2 separate regions of the Mus musculus genome follow, and region 1 is linked to region 2. A link is a contact called in public HiChIP or PLAC-seq data. All regions are on one chromosome and are shown on one strand. Each heading gives the region's core, a stretch centred on a gene start, on an enhancer-like site or on the middle of the called end of the contact. The rest is flanking DNA. Distances are from core to core; before and after follow the strand shown. Region 1 has its middle 94 kb from the start of AI606473. Region 2 holds the start of AI606473 (expressed sequence AI606473).

Region 1 (3,256 bases), core at 738-3,237, 94 kb before region 2:
AGACCAAAGAGCAACTAACTAATTTTATAACTTACACACAGACAATGGAGCATTTTAGTGTGGGCACTGCAACTGTGAAATATCTACTATATTAGAAGCACAAAGGTTGGCTTTTGACACACACCTGAATTTTAATATCTACAATCATAACATTCTCAGATGGCAAAACTGCACCTTGAGAATTTTACACACAAAACCACCAAAAGTATATTTTGTTGAGAAATCCTGACTCAAGATCAGAGTCTAGAAACATCTATGAGGAAGTCTTATTTATTATTACAAGTACAAAATAAGGAAAAGATTATTTTGGATCAGAATAATTACTGCTGGGTTTGAAGTAGGATGAGACTCGAGGGATACCTCCAAAGGACAGCATCATGTGTGTGATGTATGTATGTCTGTAGGTATGTAAGTATGTACATATGTACATATGTGTATATATGCATGTGTGTCTGCATATGGAGGTCAGAGGCGGTTGGGCGTCTTTGCCAAAGACTTTCTGCCTTGTTTTCATAAAGCTCTGTTGACTTTTACTTTATTGTATGTGTCTGCTTGGCCTGCATCTCTGTGCATCACGTGCATGCCTGGTGCCTGTGGAGGCCGGAAGAGGGTGTTGGAGTCCATGGAACTGGAGTTACAGATAAGTGTAACTGACATGTGGGTACTAGAGACTTAACCAGGGTCCTCTGCCAGAATAGCACGTGTCCTTGGTTGCTAACTATCTCTACAGCCATTCCATCTTATTGAGGCAGTAGCTTGTAGATTCAGCCTCACGGGCTGTCCAGTGACTCACTGGGATCTATCTGTTTCTGCCTCCTCGGAACAGGGATTACAGACGATGGACCATCTCTGCCGAACTCTAGATGGTGGTGTTAGATGTGAAGATGCATCTGGACAAGGAACCACAGTCTCAAATTATTTAAGAGTCATTCACATCTATAGAATTATAGAAAATGTGAGATTGCAGAAAAACTAAGAGACCACAGAACACTCATCACCAGATACACTGCCATGTGGGGACAAGAAAGAAAACACAAGTGAAAAGAAGAAAAATGTAAAGTTGAAGGATATATTAAAGAGGAAAACAGCAAATCACAAATCCCCCTTTATATGGTTGTGTCAAGCTTGTGCACAGAGTCGAAGAGGAGATGAAGGAATGAGAGAAGGTTAGCCCAACACAGCAACAGGAGACACATGCAAGGTTATGCTGGTGCCCAAAGAGAGACAAATAAGTCCTTGTCTTAGAGGATGTGTAGGAGACCCTTCCTGAAGAAGGTGATTTCTAACCTGCTTTTCCTCACATGCTTATTGACAGGAAGGACCCTGGAAAACCTAAAGACCAGAGCTTGCTAAAAGACAGGGCCAGGAGGGAGAAGAGAGGCTCAGAACACAAGTGAGATTCCATTCTGTCTGCTGCAATCTTACAGTGAGAAAGAGCCTTAGAGGCATCAATCCGGGGCTGATAAGGTGGCTCCGTGGGTGAGGCCACCTGCTTCCAAGACTGACAACATCAGTTAAATCCCCAGGACTCTCGTGGCTGGAGAAGATAGCCAACTCCCAAAGTTGTCCTCTGACCTCTGGAAGTACCTGTTGTGTCCGTGTCCGTGTGTGTGTGTGTGTGTGTGTGTCCGTGTCCATGTCCGTGTCCGTGTGTGTGTGTGTGTGTGTGTACACAATAAATAAATAAGTAAACAAACAAACAAACAACATGAGATTTTTAAAACTGTATTTTTTAAAAAGTAGCTTTACAATGTTAAAAGACACCCAGACATAGTCGTCTTGTAGACAACAGTGTTCCTCATTCCTTGGGACAGGCAGAGCCTTTCCTTTCTTACTGTCACCTACTGAGAACTCCCTGGGTTTCCTGCAAAGTTATGCTGGGTAACACTGAGGGGGAACAGCAGATCACTGCCTTTGCTGCTGCCCATGACTGTTGCCTTCAGATCACTCTACACACCCCGGCCCTGTATACACTCCTTACCGTTAAGCCACAAAGAGCACAACCCCCCCCTACCCCCCAACTTGGGTTGTGAGCCAGACACAGGAGCAAAGGAGGCTGCGCCTGTCAATCTTTTCATCTCTGAGATACCTATCTCATTAAAATCCAGGCTTCTTTGATGATCACACAGGCTGAGTGAAAACATGCCCTCGGTACTTGGAGGGGATAATTATAAAGAATGGTTTCTATTTTGTCTGTAAACTTCTTTTTTGAATATGCAAAATATTTTTATTAAAATCTTGCCATTAATAACATCGATTTTAAGCATAGTCTTTAATGACGTTAGAAAAAGGCATGCTGGTGTGAAGAAAACTGAGCAAATGGGTAAAATGATAGTCAACTTTAAACAGATCCAAACCAAATTAAATAGGTAAAATGATGGTCAAATCTAAACATATCCAAACTGAATTAAATTCAAAGTTTGTTTTCTTTCTTTCTTTCTCTTTTCTCTGAATTGGCTAAGCATTTCTGTTTAATTTTTTGTTGTTGTTGTTCCCTAAAAATCTAAATATGTTCTACTGGCAGTTTCCCCAGCTCAGAAATGTGTGGCTGCAGTAGGTGTATTGATGCTTTTCACCTTCATTTGTGGATGGTGCAGATCCATCCCCGGAAAGCAAAAAAGAAACTTGCCCTCCAATTGATTGACAGCTGCCTTTCCAAGCTGAAAATACAAACATCTACCTTTCATTCATCCTGAGCTATTATAGGAAAACCACTCATCCTCCAATACAAGGAACCTTTAGTTCTGCCTATTTCTAAAAGAGAAACAATCAAAAAGTATTCCTGTTTCCAGAAGCTCTTTCACAATCTAGTGGGTTAAAGGGCGTCCAAGAGCAGCGATGGAGAACCCTGGCTCACTGTATGGAGAACCCTGGCTCACTGTATGGAGAACCCTGGCTCACTGTATGGAGAACCCTGGCTCTGTATGGAGAACCCTGGCTCACTGTATGGAGAACCCTGTATCACTGTATGGAGAACCCTGACTCACTGTATGGAGAACCCTGGCTCACTGTATGGAGAACCCTGGCTCACTGTATGGAGAACCCTGTATCACTGTATAGAGAACCCTGTATCACTGTATGGAGAACCCTGACTCACTGTATGGAGAACCCTGGCTCACTGTATGGAGAACCCTGGCTCACTGTATGGAGAACCCTGTATCACTGTATGGAGAACCCTGTATCACTGTATGGAGAACCCTGGCTCACTGTATGGAGAACCCTGGCTTACTGTATGGAGAACCCTGACTCACTGTAT
Region 2 (3,562 bases), core at 662-3,161:
CTGTCTGATCCGAGGAGCAGTGAGTTCTAGTTTGCCTGCGGGCATGGAGAAGCTAAACATTTTTTAAGCAAGTGGTATATGCAGGGTCAGAAGGTCATTAGGCCCAAGACCCCACAACTCAGCCTTGACTTTCCTAGTAAAAACTTTCACTTTCTGCTCCGCCCATCTCCAGCCCAAACCCTAAGCCAAAGCCTCGGTCGGTCGCCAGGACAGGGAACGCACTTACCACGGGGTAGCCCCTGGAGCGCGCTGGACACAGGCAATTATGCTGCTGGTGAGTTCGCAGTCCCGCCGGGCGCCGGGAGCAGGGCGGACGCCAGACCAGCCCTTTAGACTCCAGTCTGACGTCCTCCTTCTCTAAGCCCGGAAGCCTCTAAAAAAGAATCATTTCCTCCACTTATGCAGAGATAGGAGCTCTCAGATCAAGATTAGTATGTTGAAAACCTGATTGAGAGCAGCCTGATTAGGCGAGGGTGGGTGGAAAGGCGGCGTACACGACGGCGCCCCCTCCCTATGTCCCCCAAAAGCTCTAGCGCGCTGGGCTCTCCAGATGACCGGCACAGACCATTCTCGCTAGCAGGCAAAGGGAACTTCAGAGTTACGTTGCAATACTTAGCACAAAAGACTGTAAGTAATTCTCCAAGCTAGACTCTAGTTTTAGTTCCTCATCCAGGGAGTCGGTCCAACGCCCGACCTGCTGGAGCCAGCATTCCGCACCAGTCTCTCTCTCTCTCTCTCTCTCTCTCTCTCTCTCTCTCTCTCTCTCTCTCTCTCTCTCTCATCTCTGATCAGAATCGTATGGAAAATACTTTATTATGTGGATTCCCTCACCCACTCCTGATTTTCGCTTTTGACGAAAATCAGCAGCAGAAGCCACAGAAGCAGCAGCAGCAACAACAACCACTATTTAGCTTTTCGGGCAGTCGGTCCAAACCTCCACCGTTCTATGCTTTACCAGAATACAGTCGATTCTTAAATCTCAGGTCCCTCATACTCCACGCTAAATTTAATGGAGATCTCCTGATGGGCATCGGCCAGAGGGTGCTAATATGAAAGTGTATGTAATGGCTGAAAAGGAGAGCCGAGATGGCGTATGTTCAAACGTCCTCTGTGTTTAAGGAGGAAAGGGGCAATCAAAGAAAACCTTTAATCCCTGCCCACCCCAATGCTCATTTTGTCCAGAGAAAGTGTGGTCAGCATTAGTTGCTGCTGGCCCCTCCACTACCCCTGATGGCTGGTCTGGGTTCTTCTTCTCCCGCTAAAATAAGACAAGGGAGTAAGATTGCTCTTCCTTGTGTTTCACTACATATATTTCTGTCTAACTAAGGTAACAAAAGCATGGTTTTGTTATAAGGCTTGAGAAACTGACTCCAGGATGTTCTTATATCACTTAAATTCCAAACGTTTCTCTTTTGCTTATCTAAAGGGACAAATAAATAAAAGTAATTAAAAAATAACTTCTTACAAAATTTTTCTTCTATAAACAAAGTGAGACCTCATAAACAAACAAACAAAAAACCTCACACTTTCCAATTCAGATAAAAATTATCTCTACCCTACTCACATTCAAACGTTCACACTTAAGCACGGGAATGTGGAGTGCGCAGCAGTCTATCTATGGCATACCGTTTGTCTAGAATTAAAGAAAATAAAAAAATCGTAACATACTTTCGTTTTTCTTGTATCCTTGATTTCAAATCTAGTCGCGAATCAAATCTAGTCCTTCGTTTGTCCCTTCATTATCTTAACGGGAAAACCTTTCGAAAATGTAGAGAGAACCATTGGTGCGCATTTAGGGAGACCTAAGACTTGGGAATCCAGAAGACCTCCGCTTTCCCTCCGTGAGCCGCTGAAAGAGCTGTAACCCGAATCTTTGTTTAGGTTTTGGCTGGGGAGCGAGAATTTAAAGACAACTCAGAGGCAGAAAGCTTATTCTTAAAAAGAAAAAAAAAAGGCAAGTTAACGGACATCCGCAATTCCCCCCCACCTTTAACACTGAACTCAGAGTAAGTTGTCTGGTGCAGATAAAGATCTTAACATGTAGAGAAGGCGGGTTTTTCATAAGGAGGTGAGGCTGTCCCTTCAGGAAAAGACTTTTCCCCCACACCCCCTCCTCTCTGCGAGGTTCCACCCTCTGGAAAACACAACTTTCCCTCTTTTCCTGGAGGGACAGGCCTTAGTGTGGCTGAGAGAGGAAGAACAGTGGGTCAGAGAGTGGTTACGGTCACTGTGGCCTTTTTGGAACAAGACACACTGGTGGCATCGCTGTTCTGCCTGTTAGCTTTCCTTGGCCTTTGGGGGCGGAGGAGGGGACACTGCGGACACCCACAGCCTCTGACCCTCTGGAGCTGGTATGTGACGAGCAGCGCCTGCGGGGCCATGTATTGGAAGAGCGATCAGATGTTTGTGTGTAAGCTGGAGGGAAAGGAAGTGCCGGAGCTGGCGGTTCCCCGCGAGAAGGTAAGCGAGCCTACACCGGGCGGGATCTGTTGAATAGGAGTTTCCTTGAGAGAAGAGAGTTGTCCGGCCCCTAAACCAGGCTGGGAAACTACCTGTCACTGCCTCGTCTCCAGACCTGACAATTTTTTTTATTACGTAGTAGCGTTAGGTAGTAATCACTCCGTCCCCTCCCCACGGGCTCACTTAACCTAAGGCATGGACACTCTAATTTGGGAGACGAAACCTGGAGCCTAAGACGCTCACGGGGCAACGTGAGTCCTGCTTGTATTCTACGTGACGGGCTGTTCGCGGCAGTCTGGGGCAGGGGCCGGGGGTCTAGGTGTTTGTCTCAGGGCACCAGATACCAATGGCTGCGCTCTGCTGAACGCTGGCTCTTGCCACGGATAAGGTGAATGTGGGGCTTGAGACCCGGCGGCGACAGACCTGGGGACTTGAGTCTTCCAGGGCCCGCCCGCTCTTAGAAAGGGACAAAAGAACGATTTCGTTGGAAATACCAAAAGGGCAAATTTCGCAGTACGAGGCGAGCCTAACGGGGAGACCTGGCAAGCTGTCACCTACTCCGGAGGCAAGACCCGTGGGTGCTCGCATTTTATGGTGGAACTCGGTTCCTAAACTGTTGGAGAGCAGGGCCGGGGTGGGGGTATCGGCTGGACATGGGCAGAGTAGTGCTGGCTTCGTGTTTGTCTGACGGTTGCGGGTAGCGTTTCTGTCTGGATGCTTTCTGTCCACGAAGACGCGCCCGGGAGCAGCTGCGCCGGGGCTACCCAGGCGTGCGGCCGCTGGCTCACCTGGAGCTTTCGGAAGACAGAGGAAAAGGAGACAAAGGGACGCAAAAGCGAGGGGTGTGGGCTGCTGGAATCCGCGGACCCACTCGCCCTAAACTAGACTTCTCAGAGAGATTGCATTCGTTTATAGAACAAAACTGAAAGTGCAGCCAGGGATTGGGGACACTTGAGCGACGCGTCCGCGTGCTCTAAAATATTCTGACCCGCATTGGGTGAGTTTTTTTTTTTTTTTAATGGAACAAATTAAATTCAGCTGGATATTTCCATTATTCGGCCCGCTTTTGCACTGGTTAAAACTAATCCTTTAGTAGCTAAAA

Evidence for each region. HiChIP or PLAC-seq counts read pairs in DNA pulled down with a chosen protein or histone mark.
Region 1: a contact with region 2 is called in an H3K4me3 HiChIP or PLAC-seq map of the SCID.adh cell line, with 10 read pairs. The contact joins the enhancer-like site here to the promoter of AI606473 in region 2. A contact is called at or near these places in 3 of 39 promoter capture datasets (3T3-L1-derived adipocytes, frontonasal cranial neural crest and trophoblast stem cells), 1 of 115 datasets of contacts at active chromatin or transcription factors (the SCID.adh cell line) and 3 of 9 other capture datasets (adipose tissue, embryonic stem cells and liver).

What each region holds. Positions count from the first base shown.
Region 1 is chr3:154,423,497-154,426,752 of GRCm38.p6, reverse strand. No RefSeq gene overlaps it. Among named protein-coding and RNA genes, the nearest start is that of AI606473, 94 kb to the right of the region's middle. Within about 2 kb of position 1,987, at least 3 of the 459 cell types and tissues checked have an H3K27ac peak or open chromatin away from gene starts, as enhancers often do. A contact at or near this core is called in the SCID.adh cell line, where this site is marked.
Region 2 is chr3:154,329,170-154,332,731 of GRCm38.p6, reverse strand. It overlaps AI606473 (expressed sequence AI606473), which reads right to left and starts at 1,911. Exons shown (of 3, transcript NR_040387.1): 1 at 1,669-1,911; 2 at 227-373. It overlaps Lhx8 (LIM homeobox protein 8), which reads left to right and starts at 2,172. Exons shown (of 9, transcript NM_010713.2): 1 at 2,172-2,460. The coding sequence starts at 2,380.